2 separate regions of the Hordeum vulgare genome follow, and region 2 is linked to region 1. A link is a contact called in public Hi-C data. All regions are on one chromosome and are shown on one strand. The core of a region is the stretch at or near the end of the contact, and the rest is flanking DNA. Distances in the headings are between cores, read along the strand shown. Region 1 holds the start of LOC123395964 (cold-responsive protein kinase 1-like). Region 2 holds the start of LOC123395547 (protein LOL2-like).

Region 1 (6,761 bases), core at 3,097-5,596:
ATTTTGTTCCTCCTTAACTTCTTCACTTAGTTGGCTTTGTTTGAGTTATATACAATGAAATTTACCCCTATATGTTTTTTTTGATAAATGGTGCTTTATCAAAATCCAATCATTGGTTTTACAATAGTTGCTTAGATTCAGGAGGAGAGAATAGTGGCCGGAGAAGAAGAATGATTTTGTGGTACAAAAAGCTTGGTCATGTTTCATTAAAATATGTCATGTGATGTGCTTGTGGATGCTTCCACAGATATATATTTGACACAGTTAATGTTGAACCACAACAATACATACGTCCATGTTGCAAGGCATAAGCAATTTAGGTATAATTGACACCTAAATTGAGAACATAAATTAGTTTCTTTGCTTATTTGAAGTATCAAATTTATTTAGTCCGTTCTTAGTTTTGGCTTTAGTTTTCATGCCATATTATTTACTAAACTGGTGATAGATTGTTAGCATCGCATCCGGATTGCTATTTTAACTAAACCAATTATGGGGAAATTGTGTGGCATCAATTTGGGATTTTTGTTGTACATTGCAAAATTATATGGGAAAATTGTTTAATTTAACAGAACTTTTAGAGGGAGTGTATGACGAATGTTGGAAGACATTCAAGTTAGGGATGATGGAAATGCCTATGGCAATTTGGAGAACTTGGAGAAAACACATGTTAATTTGAGCTGGGTGGAAATGTAGATTGAAGCCAAGCAGTACGATGGGAATCAACAATTTTCTAGACTTGGAGGGAACACCAGACGGATTTGGATTGGCGTGACAACATAGCGAAGTATTAACGCTATGATTGAAGAGCTGACGTTGAGGGGCTCGTGATAGATCCATTTGTTGGCCTGTGGCAACGCACGTGCGTTCTACTAGTGTTAGATTGTTGTGGGCTGTCGTCATTGCTTATGGTGGAAATGCATTCTGAAGGTTGGTGATTAGTCTTGCATGATTACAAACTCCATGATTGCTTACTACTAGTAATTTTGTAGTGATGTGATGGGTCATTGTCTTGGTTGATGAATTGTAGAGTTGGAACAGCTCTTCCGTATTAAAAATAGATTTGGCAACATCACAATGCTTTTAGTAATTTAAGATATGGTTGATCCTTGTGTTGGTTGAGGAACTTTCTTTTTTTTTATGTTGAAGGATTGTGCAGGGCCATGCACAGTCTGTTGCTTGATTGTTATCCAAGAACTTTTTTTTTACGTAAGTTATCCAAGAACTTTGTACTACATGCAGCTTCGTGAATTCTGTAACTGAAACGAAACAGATGAAGGAGGCCAATCTGGGACCTGGGATGCATATCGCCCGAAGATCTTTTGCGAAATAGGCGAACATGAAATGGCGGATGTGTGCTTGAGTGCCGAAGGTCACAACTCACAAGAACCGGCCTGAGCTCAAATTCTAGGATAGAGCTGGGAAGAGGTGTGTAAAGAAGCAGTTCAAGCATAGATGAGATTTAAAGCAGCAGTAAAGAGGATGGATGAAACCCAAATCATCGACTGCAACTGGGTCGGATCTGAAAGGTGAATCATCTGAGCCGACGATGGTTGGTGGAAGAATCACATTGCAGTAATGTCACATCAGGATCGTAACTAGTTCCCCATTATTTACTTATCTTTTTTCATGTACATGTATGAACCGAGTCGCTGTTATTTCAGAGAAACCCATAGCATGCAACAACATGTACTTGCAAAGTTCCACATGGGCCACGGCCAACTTGACTTTGCTGCATGTTCTGTTCAGGACAGCAAATGTCGCCGGTGAATCGTCCATTGCCCCTGGAGAGGGACTCGGGGAGACATGGAGGATGATACTCCAACCAGTATTAACGACGGGTCAGACGACCACGATGTATGTGCTTGCTGCATTTGCTCAAGCATCTTCTTGCAACAAGCCTGAAGCATCCTCCTGCCACGGTTCCGAGCCCGAAGGAAGACTTGATTACATGATGACACCAGCATGTGTGTGCAACTTTGATCTAGCAAATGATTTGACATATCCTTGTTCTGTTCCTGATTATTTGAATGGGTGTTGGCAAGCATCACGTGCACATTTGTCCAATGTCATAGAAATGCATTAATTAACCACCATAGTTCTTATGTACACCGTCAGTTCCAAGACTTTATTGGCAAAATATAACCAATCAAACACAAGGTTTTACTTTGTATAGATAGGGCCTTGATTTCTTTCAGCTCCCACAACAAAGGAATGTGCTTGACCGTTTCGGCGCATTATAAAGAAATTGTATCGCCAAAGGATTTCGGACTGAATTGTTTTTGTTGGATAAATAACAGAGCAATGATCTAGACCAGGAATTATCCGGTGGAAATTGAACTGAAACTGGGTCGCTGCGTTTGTCTCTTGCAGTGTTCAGGCTAAATACGTATCTTGACTTGCAAGAGAAGGAATGGGACAATTCAACTCAAAAGCTTGAGAGGAACCGTTCTGATGGATAATCCTCGACCTAGACAAGTCTGCTAGTTGATACAGCTGTCAGCCTGCCTAGCAGAGAGACTGATTTGATGGACACACTTCTCTACTTGTCTTTGAAATCTGAAATGATAAATTATACTTGACCTGTACATATATCAGAAATAAACTTACCGAACTTCTTGAATTTATCAGCTCAAGCTGTGTGAGAATTCAAAATTCGGTGTTGACAAAAAAAAGTTACCATGATGATCACAGCTCACAATGTTGACCAACGGTGCCATAATATGTACTTGGCCTGTACATATATCGGAAATAAAAGTACTGAACTTCTTGGATTTATCAACTGAAGTTGTATTAGGATTCAAAACGTCTGAGTCGACAATAAAAAGTCACCATGATGGCCACAGCTCGAGATATTGACCAACGGTGCAATAACATGTACTTGACCCTCCGTTTCAAAAATATGTACTTGACCTGTACATATGTCTCGGAAATAAAGTTACTGAGCTTCTTGAATTTATAAACTCAAGTCATAACAGAACTCAAGAAGTCTATGTTGACAAAAAATGTTACATGATGGTCACAACTAAAATGTTGACCAACAGTGCAATAATATAAATGAGATGGGGAGCGAACTAAGCATGACTTGATCTACCAGCAGATGTGGTCAATGGCTGATCCTGTTGTGCTTTCTGTACACCGGAAAATTGTTGAAAATCTCTTAGGTCCACTTGTCAGATCATTAGCAGTTGTCAAGTTGTCTCTTGATAGCCTGGAAAGGCCAAGAGTCTGAACTTACTTTAACCTTACAGTTATCTCCAGAACTGTCAACATCACACCTGACTGACGCTGACAATTATAGATGACTATGAGGCGTGAAAGTAGACATTTTCTTCCTTTTACTACTTTGGAGGAAAAACTGGATCCTCGTCCCTTGTACATAGGATAAAAACAAATAGTGCTGGTAACTAAAATCATAGGTACTACAACCACTAAATCTGAAGTGTACTATTCACTACTCCCTCCGTTTCTAAATACTCCCTCGATCCGAAAATACTTGTCAAAGAAACGAATGTATCTAGATGTATTTTAGTTCTAAATACATCCATTTTTATCCATTTATGCGACAAGTAATTCCGGACGAAGGGAGTATAAGTCTTTTTAGATGTTCCAATATAAGACTACATACGGATGTATATAGCCATATTTTAGAGCGTAGATTCATTCATTTTGCTCCGTATGTAGTCTCCTAGTGAAATCGCTAAAAAGACTTATATTTAGGAACGGAGGGAGTAGAATATCTACTTTGTCCTTTTTCAACTGAACAATGTACTCCGTTCGATCGATATTAATATACATTAAATCTTTATATGGGCCACAGGGATTACAACATTTATTTTTAAATTACATTTATATAAAAATGTAGGCGGGTAATGTAAACCTAATGTTGATGATTATCCCAAATACCTGCATTCATTTTTCTCTGCATTTGTTTATTACAAGCCACACAAATGCAGAGAACGTGTGTCATTTCTGCTCAAAGATATCCAAATTTTACCACCGTGTTAATTTTTGTGGCCTGCGTTAGTCGACGAAGGAGAATTGTGCATATGGGTCAACTGATCACTTTCTCCGATACACAGTGAAATGTACATCTCACTTTGATGATCAGAAAGTAGCAAGATCCAACGCATACCTTTTGAGATGAGGTTAGGTGGCTCTTCTCAACCTCTTTTCAACCTTTATATTGTCTCAATCATTGAATCGTCAATATAGAAAACCAGAATGTCAAACTGCAATTAAAGCCAGGGTTGCTGAAGCACCATTCTGGAAGGAAACCAGGAGCATTCATAAACCTTTCCCACTGCGTGCCATGAAACACAAAAGTTGTTATCTCAATCCAATATGAGGTGAAAGACAAGCATGTACCGAGCCTACCTTGCTTAATTACTGTGCCATAAAATTTCTGTTATATATCTCACTAATGTAAACTAAAGACTGACTATTTAGGAAACAAACTAGATGTGTGTCTTTTCTTAAACAGCAGGTCTTTTTCAAGTCACAGTGTTTAGTTTATGCCTGATGAACAGTGAACACGGTGTATGACTCAATAACCCGTGGACCGGTCTCCAACTATAGCAATACTAAAGGCAGAGCATGGGCATTAAGAATAGGCCCAAGATGAAGAGAAAAACAAGCATTTTTTTTCCAATCCTTAGTCATCTTTTTGTTTCGTGGTGGGAGCTGAGCACAAGCCATTCTTTCCTTGCTACTTCCCAAGTTGCAACCAGCTCATCTCTCCAAGGTGAGAACAGGCCAGGTCAATCCCAGTGGGACCGTTGAGTCCTTTGCCTGGACTAGTATATATAGAGAGCACAGGACAGCACCCTTTTGCTCCTAAATCTAGAAGATACATGTGCCCTGCTCCTCATACCACCATCACCCAGGACTTATCAGACGCTCTTGGCTCTTCATACACACTGCAGAACCTCACAGTGGAGTTTCCACCGAGCAACTGCGCCTAATCCTTGGGTGGGTTTAGTTTCTTGGTCTCTTTTTCTCCTCTTTGCTGAATCTACCCAATTTCCCTGGCTTTCCTCGGAGCAATTGCGCCTAATCCTTGGGTGAGTTTCGTTTCATGGTTTCCTTTTCTCCCTTTTGCTGAATCTACCCAATTGACTAGCTAGGTATGTTTTGAGAAATATACTTGTTCTAAGTTTTGCAATCCATCCAGGGCTGTTCCTCATGAAAACATTTGGTTCGCTTCTAGTTCCTTTCATTTTTGTGCTTTCTCCTTAACCATCAGTTCATCTGGTTCTGTTCCAGTGATCTCAGTTGCCTGTTGAACATTTGAAGTTCAGGGGTCATGCTGAAAATGGTTTCCCCCCTGTATAGTGACTTTCTTTTCCGTTGATTTTGTTGTCCAAGCACAGTTCTTTATATGTCCACCAACTATAACTAGCTTGTTTAATTTTGACATTATTTTTTCCGGTAAGTAATGTGTAGTGTATTTCTTTCTTTTCCTTCTGCAACTCAGAGGCAGAAACACACCAGAATTATCTGTTTTGAGTTGTGAGCAGAGCACTACCTGCCATGCCGTTTTCTTCTCTTAGAGGACATCTTCCCAGCTTAGCTCCTTGGAGTAGCTAAACTAGAAATGGATAGCTAGCTTCATTTTGTGTAGGACATTCAAGAGTGAGTTTTTTTTTCTACGGCTGAAATTAAAAGGAAACAATTCCATTGAGATACTTGCATAATTCATTTGACTGATCTTCTTTCCCTCAGGTTCTTATAATACTCCTCTTTGCATGAGCTTCTGTACAAATATCTGAAGCTTCTAAGAAGCAAATCCCATACTCTCGCAATGGCTTGCTTCCGTTTGTTCCGGTGGAAGAGGAAATCCAGAAGCCAAATCGTGCAGCAGGACATAGGTGAACCTGCATATCATCTCATTTAACTTTTGTTCTTCTGAAGCATCCTAAAACCCTCCTGATTCATCCTACTCTTTTCAGACATACCACTCCATGGCAACGTGAAGATATACTCCTCCAAGGAGCTCAAAAGGGCCACAAGGAATTTCTGCTCAGGAAACAAACTCGGGCAGGGTTCTTTCGGCTGTGTTTACCTGGTAGGTTTAGTTGCCAGTTTGGCAGTTTGCACCATACAAGCTTTGACATTTCCAAGTTCAAACACCACAATCTCTTTATCCTGTAACATGTTGTATGCACCAATCAGTCACTCCAAAAAAATACTGAATTATTAGAAAGCGGCAGGTTATACTCTTCCTGCCGTAGTGGTTACCATCATTGTAGCACTTGGACCAGCTATCAAAATTCAAACACTAGTGTTCCATGAGTGCTCAGGCTCTGGTCTGAATTATGCAGGGAAAGCTGAAGAATGGTCAAAAAGTTGCCATCAAGGTGCTCTCCTCTGAGTCAAAGCAAGGAACGAGGGAGTTCTTGAATGAACTGAGTGTCATATCCAGCATAACCCACCACAACCTTGTAAAACTCCACGGCTGCTGCGTCGATGGAGGTCAGAAAATGCTGGTCTACAATTATCTGGAGAACAACAGCCTCGCAAGGACCCTCTTCAGTATGCTCAACCAAATTTCGATTTTCCTCAGAACTTTGAATCGCTGGTAAATTCATTCTTCACACACCCCTGGTTTGTCATGATGTTCTTCAGGCAATGCCCACAGTAGCATCCGGTTTGACTGGAGGACAAGGGTGAAGATCTGCATCGGTGTCGCTGACGGTCTCGCATATCTGCATGAAGAAATCCGGCCGCACATCGTCCACCGTGACATCAAGGCCAGTAAC
Region 2 (7,544 bases), core at 3,388-5,887, 170 kb after region 1:
AGAGGTAGAAGAGTTCTCCGGCAGCGTGATGGCGCTCCAGAGGTTGGTGATGATCTCGTCTCAGCAGGGCTCCGCCCGAGCTCCGCAGAAACGCGATCTAGAGGAAAAACCGTGGAGGTATGTGGTCGGGCTGCCGTGGAAAAGTCATCTCAAATCAGCCCTAAAACCCCACTGTATATAGGAGAGGGAGGGGGAGCCTTGCCTTGGGGTCCAAGAACCCCCAAGGGGTCGGCCGAGCCAAGGGGGGAAGGATTCCCCTCCCAAGCCGAGTCCTACTTGGTTTGGAAGGTGGAGTCCTTCTTCCCTTTCCCACCTCCTCCTTTTTTTTCCTCTTTGATTTTCTTCCCAATGCGCATAGGCCTCTTTTGGGCTGTCCCACCAGCCCACTAAGGGCTGGTGCGGCACCCCCAACACCTATGGGCTTCCCCGGGGTGGGTGGCCCCCCCCGGTAAACTCCCGGAACCCATTCGTCATTCCCGGTACATTCCCGGTAACTCCGAAAACCTTCCGGTAATCAAATGAGGTCATCCTATATATCAATCTTCGTTTCCGGACCATTCCTGAAACCCTCATGACGTCCCTGATCTCATCCGGGACTCCGAACAACATTCGGTAACCAACCATATAACTCAAATACGCATAAAACAACGTCGAACCTTAAGTGTGCAGACCCTGCGGGTTCGAGAACTATGTAGACATGACCCGAGAGACTCCTCGGTCAATATCCAATAGCGGGACCTGGATGCCCATATTGGATCCTACATATTCTACGAAGATCTTATCGTTTGAACCTCAGTGCCAAGGATTCATATAATCCCGTATGTCATTCCCTTTGTCCTTCGGTATGTTACTTGCCCGAGATTCGATCGTCAGTATCGCATACCTATTCCAAACTCGTTTACCGGCAAGTCTCTTTACTCGTTCTGTAATACAAGATCCCGCAACTTACACTAAGTCACATTGCTTGCAAGGCTTGTGTGTGATGTTGTATTACCGAGTGGGCCCCGAGATACCTCTCCGTCACACGGAGTGACAAATCCCAGTCTTGATTCATACTAACTCAACGAACATCTTCGGAGATACCTGTAGAGCATCTTTATAGTCACCCAGTTACGTTGCGACGTTTGATACACACAAAGTATTCCTCCGGTGTTAGTGAGTTATATGATCTCATGGTCATAGGAACAAATACTTGACACGCAGAAAAACAGTAGCAACAAAATGACACGATCAACATGCTATGTCTATTAGTTTGGGTCTAGTCCACCACGTGATTCTCCTAATGACGTGATCCAGTTATCAAGCAACAACACCTTGTTCATAATCAGAAGACACTGACTATCTTTGATCAACTGGCTAGCCAACTAGAGGCTTGCTAGGGACAGTGTTTTGTCTATGTATCCACACATGTAAATGAGTCTTCATTCAATACAATTATAGCATGGATAATAAACGATTATCTTGATACAGGAATTATAATAATAAATATATTTATTATTGCCTCTAGGGCATAATTCCAACACTTTTACCCGCAAAATAAATAAATAAAATTCATCCTTTAGAAAAATGTAGCTCTTTTGGTGCATCACAGGAAATAATTTGCCATCATGTTATTCAAAAGATGCTTTTCTTACGCATGTGTCTTGGTAAAAAGCAAGGACATTTGAATCTAACAAGTTACTGGAGAGATGATTAAGGCCACAAAAGTTTCAAGCATAGGCTAGTCATCAAGTCCATGTGTAGGGTACTTTTAAAGCACATTTTCCAAACACAATTCCCCAAGATTGAGCATGATATCGTTTTATTTAAAGTTCATAATTTCGTTCTTCATTTGGGTAATCTTAGCAAGAGGATAATATTTAGCAATAAAGGACTCTTTGTAAGATTTTAGATAATTAGTGCTACCACATGGAAAAGAAAATAACCATTCCCACCCCTTATTGAAAAAGGGAATAATTTCAGCTAGATAACTTTTGAGTCAACATCTTTAAACTTTTGCATATCACAATATTCATCAAAGTCATGCAAGTGTAGAACAATATCTGGACTAACAATACCACCAATTGTTTGTTAGATATAAGTTACAAAATGATTAAATTTTTAATTTAATAGTATGAGATATGATGTACTTAAAAACTCATTATTAGTAATACATGTGAAGTCACCAGGTTTACCTCAATGATTCCTCCACTATCATGAAAAATGTGGTACATTTCAGTGCCCACTTCGTAAACATCTTCCCCCGCCATATAGATAGATAATGTTGTTCTTATGCCCAACTATTTTTAAACCTAGCCCATTTAACCCAACGAATCATCTCTGTTAACGGGCTTTTAGAAGGCAACATGTTGAAAATACCTAATAACCGACTTCGTTGTCTTCACTTTTGATATATAATTGTTTTACGTGTCTTGCCTAATCTTATGGTCTCGGGAATGTGCCAGAGTGAATTGTTTGCCTCCATTCATTATAACAACAAATGTTTGACGGGTCGGGGAATTGAGGGTACTAGATGATACCCCGCAAATTGTTGTGGGAATATATTGTAATATATTCTAGTGAGATTGAGAATATTTAAAGACAATATGGTAACTAGAAATTATTATGTTTTATTATTGTGTCGTTGCAGATATTTATTAAATATAAAATAGCATAATAAGGAAATTCTCATGCATGTTTGCATATTGAGGTGGACTTTTTACTATGCATGGATGCATATTGAGGTGGTTATATTCCCATTTATGTTGCATGTTGAGGTGGCATGCTTACATGTTGAGAAAAATAAGTTAACGAAAGATATCTATTTAGATATAGAAGTTCTGGTAGAGTTGCTCTAACATCTTCATATATTGTTCCTAGACCACTATGCGTATATTGGTCTCTTTTAGCTTCTACCATCTTCTAAGTTTCACACTTCTTATCATCCATGGTGGCTTGCATACTTTGGAGGGTCTCCATACCATCACCTTTTGTCTTCTTTAATGCATTTTTAATGTAAGGTACCTCATTAGCAAGTGTGTCATCTTTTCCGAACAACACATTATTTTTTTTCGAACCCCACACCAAATTCCCTTCCCCTTTCTTTTTAGTGGAAATTGATTTGAATATGCTCCCAAGTTCCTTGTAGATGTTACTGTAATTATTATTACTTGAGGGATGATGCTTAGAATAATATTTTTTGGAGTGGTTCATATATGTGTTTGCTGCTTAATATTTCTAGCAATGAAATGTACATTGACCCGACCTTTGTTTTTCTTAACTAAAGCACTAAGAGGGACATCATTAATGCTATAAACATCCTTAGTGGAAGCATGCACATAATTAGATCAGCTTTAACATCTAAAGTTTCTATCTCATCAATAAAATTCACCCCTTTTACCCACAAAATAAATAAATAAAATTCATCCTTTCAAAAAATTGTAGCTCTTTTGGTGTGTCAATGGAAATAATTTGCCATCGTGTTATTCAAAAGATGCTTTTATTACCCTTGTGTCTTGGTAAAAAGCAAGTGCAGTTGTGTCTAACAAGTTACTTGGGATATGATCAAGGCCACAAAAGGTTTGAAACATAGGCTAGTCATCAAGTCCATGTGTAGGGTACTTTTAAAGCCCGTTTTCCGAAAACAATTCCGCAAGATTGAGCATGATGGCGTTATATTTAAAGTTCATAATTTTGTTCCTCATTTGGGTAATCTTAGCAAGAGGATAATATTTAGCAATAAAAGACTCTTTGTAAGATTTTAGATAATTAATGATACCACTAGGAAAAGAAAATAACCATTCCCACCCCTTAATGAGAAAGGGAATAATTTCAACTAGACAACTTTTGAATCAACGTCTTTAAACTTTGCATGTCACGATATTCAACAGACTCATGCGAGTGCATATCAATATCTTGACTAACAATACCACCAATTGCTCTTTAGATATAATAAAATAGTTCTCTTTTAAATTTAATAGTATGATATATGATAGGTGTACTTATAAACTCAGTATTAGTAATATGTGTGAAGTCACTCGGGTTACCTCAATGTTTCCCCCACTATTATGAAAAATATGGTATATTTCAGTGCCCTTTGTGTAAACATCTTTGAGCACCTCATCACCACGTCCCTTGAACGTAACAACCAAGATGTCGGTCGGCGTTGGTTTCATCGATGCATCGTACCGAACTATTATACCATGCCACAAGATATCCTAGGAATTTCGTATGGAACTTGTCCGTCCAGTAGTTATCTGCTTTCATGTCATCGTGCCAGGTGTAGTTCTTCTGTTTGGTCTAGTCAACCAATCAAGAAAATAAAAGAAGTCATAAGGCCAGGTCATGATCAATGCATGTTTTTTCAACAGAAGTTTTAAAACAAGAGGTGAAATGTGCCGCAAGATCACAAGTTGAAAAGTGAGGAACTATATGCGTGAAAACACACGTCTCCATAGAAATTTCCAGGTAAAACAGGGGGTTGAATTCTGCTGGGAAATAATATACGTAGTATATATTAGAGATATATAGAAAAAAGGGGGGGAATTCTGTGGTTCATTGACACGGTCGCCCACGACTCTTGCAACATGTGACGAAAGGAAAGGGGAAGAAGAAGAGAAGAGAAGAGTGAGAGCGACGCAACGCAACGCAACGCGGTCTCCTCCGTCGTCTCCAACCTCTCGTCCGCCTGCCAAATAAATCCAACCCCACAACCGCCGCTGTCTGCCCCCCCGTCAATAAGTTTTTCTCCGCCATTTCCCCCCTCCGCGAGAACCGCCTCGAGGTCCCCGCGTGCAGCTAGATCGGTGGCGCCTCGCCTCGCCTCCCCCCGCGAAAACCGTTCCCCCCGTTCATTCCCTGAGCCGATTCTTGCAAAGGGATTTCTCGTCTGCTCGGTTCCTCTCGAGGTGAGCGTCGAATCCGATGTTTTTTTTTCCCTCGCCGCCCCGTCGATTCGGTGGCGCGGCTACTCGCATCGCGCTGCTTTCCTGGAGAAATCGACGCCGGGTCGGTCAGAGGGTGGGGCGTATGTATGCTGGAGTAGCAGCATGATTTGGGTCCTCTCAAAATCGGAGCTTTCCATGGCGATTCCAGCATCCCCCGTGCTAATTGATAGCATCTTTCGACGGCCCTGCGATGGAGCAAGGCGCTGATACGCGCTGGGCGATAGGATTCGGATGGAGCAGCGGGCAGAGCGTAATCGGATTGGTGTGTGAAAAACTCTCTGTACTGCCACGCCCTGACGGGCCTGGTCGGATTTTTGCAGGCATGCAGAGCCAGATCGTGTGCCATGGGTGCAGGAGCGTTCTACTCTACCCCAGAGGGGCCCCGAGCGTGTGCTGCGCGGTGTGCCACGCCGTCACCAGCGCGCCGCCTCCAGGTAATGATGGTGATGTCCGGGCTCTGGTCTCCCCCGTTTGTGCAAACTGAACACAAAAAGTGCAAAAAAGATCGTGTTATGTTTAACTTTGTTGATAATGTTCTGGATTATATGCTATATGTAGTGGTGGGATGCTGATGAATGGGTAGGGAAATGAAGGAGGGACACACTAGGATTTATTTATCCTACAGCAGGTTATGCGAAACCTCACATAGCAATTTTATAGCCTAAGATAGTAGATAGATTCCTGGAATGTGCCGTCCATTTCTAGGTTTGATTCTACTAGCTTAACATGCGCATTCATCAATCGTGGTTCGCACTGTTTGGTGGATCAGTGATGTATTGTGTGGTGTACTCCCCAGAGGAATGTTAAATTCGGTCAGTATGGCATGGGGTTGAGAAGATTGAGGTTCCTACTAAGAGCCTATTTGGATTGTAGGATTTCCATAGGAATTATGGAGGATTTGAATCCGTAGGGATTTTTCCTATAATTGTCCTTAAGATCATTGGATTGGGGTTGACGGAATCTCATGGAGTTCCTATGCCCTAAGTTACATAGGAATCTTAGCACAGGCACAAACCTCATTTAGTTTTTCCTTTCAGTATAATGCACTTTCTTTCTATTTCTCTCTTCAGCCCTCCAAAATTTCAGTGTTTATTTCCTGTGCAGCATCCCAAGGCACCGCTTTCCAAATCCCTATGCTTTAAGATCCTGTAGGAATGCACATCACATGAAATCTCTCAGTCCTGTATTGTTCCTGTTTCTGCGTTCTCTAATTCCTGCAGTTCAAAGAGGCCCAACATTTATATGTATATATTGGCAGCTGACTATTGAATGTTGGTAGTATCAGTTGCGGGTTAGGATGCTGATATGACCCATTTTGGGTGGCTGGTGGCAGAAAGATAAACTTTCCCTTCCTTATATGACCCATCTACCTACTTTTGTGTGGTTACTTTCAACCCACTTATGCTCAGTACCCTTACAAATTTGTCTTCTGTTTAATCCTTATTGGTTCATCTTAACGAAAATTAGTAGCTGATAGAGCCCTTCCAATCTAGCTGTCATTGCCTAAACAGTCTTGTTGTTTACATTAGAGAGATCATACACCCTAAATGTTCTCCGCCTCGTATATTGGGTGTGTATTCTGCTTTGCCATGTGTGGCGCCTCTTCCTTGCTTTCTCTGGGCAGCTTTATCCTCCATTGTAATGTTCTACCTTTTATGCCTTATCACCATATATCAAGTGTTTTAGCGATTATTTACATGTTTTGTTGTGTCCATTAAAATGGTCAGCCCATGCATTTTTTTTAAAAGGAGGAATACCCCTGGCCCATACATTTGTAATTGGACAGTGGGTAATCTTTTACCCATTACCTAGGCCTGGTAGCTGCATACTGTTGTTCGCTCTTGGTTTGTTGGTGGTGCTTCAGATATCTAGTTAACATGCTTATGAAAAAGTGAGTAAATTTCTTCTGCAGGAATGGAGATGGCTCAGCTTATATGCGTCGGCTGTCGAACTTTATTGATGTATACTCGCAATGCAACTACTGTCAGATGCTCATGCTGTGATACAGTCAACCTTGCCAGACCAGCACCGCCAGGTACTGATGTATGTGTCGAATTATTCTGTAGATCCTTGAGCTTGTAAGTTGAAATTGTAGTCATGAATGGAATATCTTTTTCTATAAAATCAGCAAAGGTTACTCGGACAAAGAATCCAGGAGAGTTCAACTTGATGCTACAATACCTTAGGAAAGTATTATCATTTGCCCCAGGTCTAGCTATGTTAACAGAAACTTCGTATGGCTTGAAATTGGCTGATTTTCTAGTAAGTTTATCGCAGCAGTTTCATTGTCTCAAGCTGTAAATACAAGATAGTATTTGTGGGGTATAGTGCATTGCTGGTTGTTATGCTAACATTTTAGTATGTTTTCCCTTCTCTGTTCCTATGTCTCATGCATGTTTAAGCTCCCTTTGTGTATCTACCATGTGTTCTATTTATCCGTTCTCCACTTGACGAATTCTATCTGCTCATGGTGCAGTGAATAGTATAGCTCATGTGAACTGTGGCCAGTGCCAGACGGTGTTAATGTATCCATACGGAGCATCTTCTGTCAAGTGTGCTATCTGCAATTTTATTACAAACATTGGAGTATGTCAATATCTTCCTTCGATCTCTTTGTAC

What was found. A called contact is a pair of places that touch in the nucleus more often than the background predicts.
Region 2: a Hi-C map of leaf shows a contact between it and region 1, with 3 times the contacts expected there. The contact joins the promoter of LOC123395547 here to the promoter of LOC123395964 in region 1. A contact is called at or near these places in 4 of 6 Hi-C or Micro-C datasets (leaf and seedling).

Annotation. Positions count from the first base shown.
Region 1 is chr5H:27,410,025-27,416,785 of MorexV3_pseudomolecules_assembly, forward strand. LOC123395964 (cold-responsive protein kinase 1-like) reads left to right here and starts at 4,347. Exons shown (of 7, transcript XM_045090984.1): 1 at 4,347-5,063; 2 at 5,725-5,870; 3 at 5,952-6,067; 4 at 6,324-6,534; 5 at 6,628-6,761. The coding sequence starts at 5,804. LOC123395965 (a long non-coding RNA gene) reads right to left here. Exons shown (of 3, transcript XR_006609868.1): 3 at 3,761-4,303.
Region 2 is chr5H:27,575,999-27,583,542 of MorexV3_pseudomolecules_assembly, forward strand. LOC123395547 (protein LOL2-like) reads left to right here and starts at 4,638. Exons shown (of 7, transcript XM_045090559.1): 1 at 4,638-4,886; 2 at 5,246-5,359; 3 at 6,838-6,960; 4 at 7,402-7,511. The coding sequence starts at 5,248.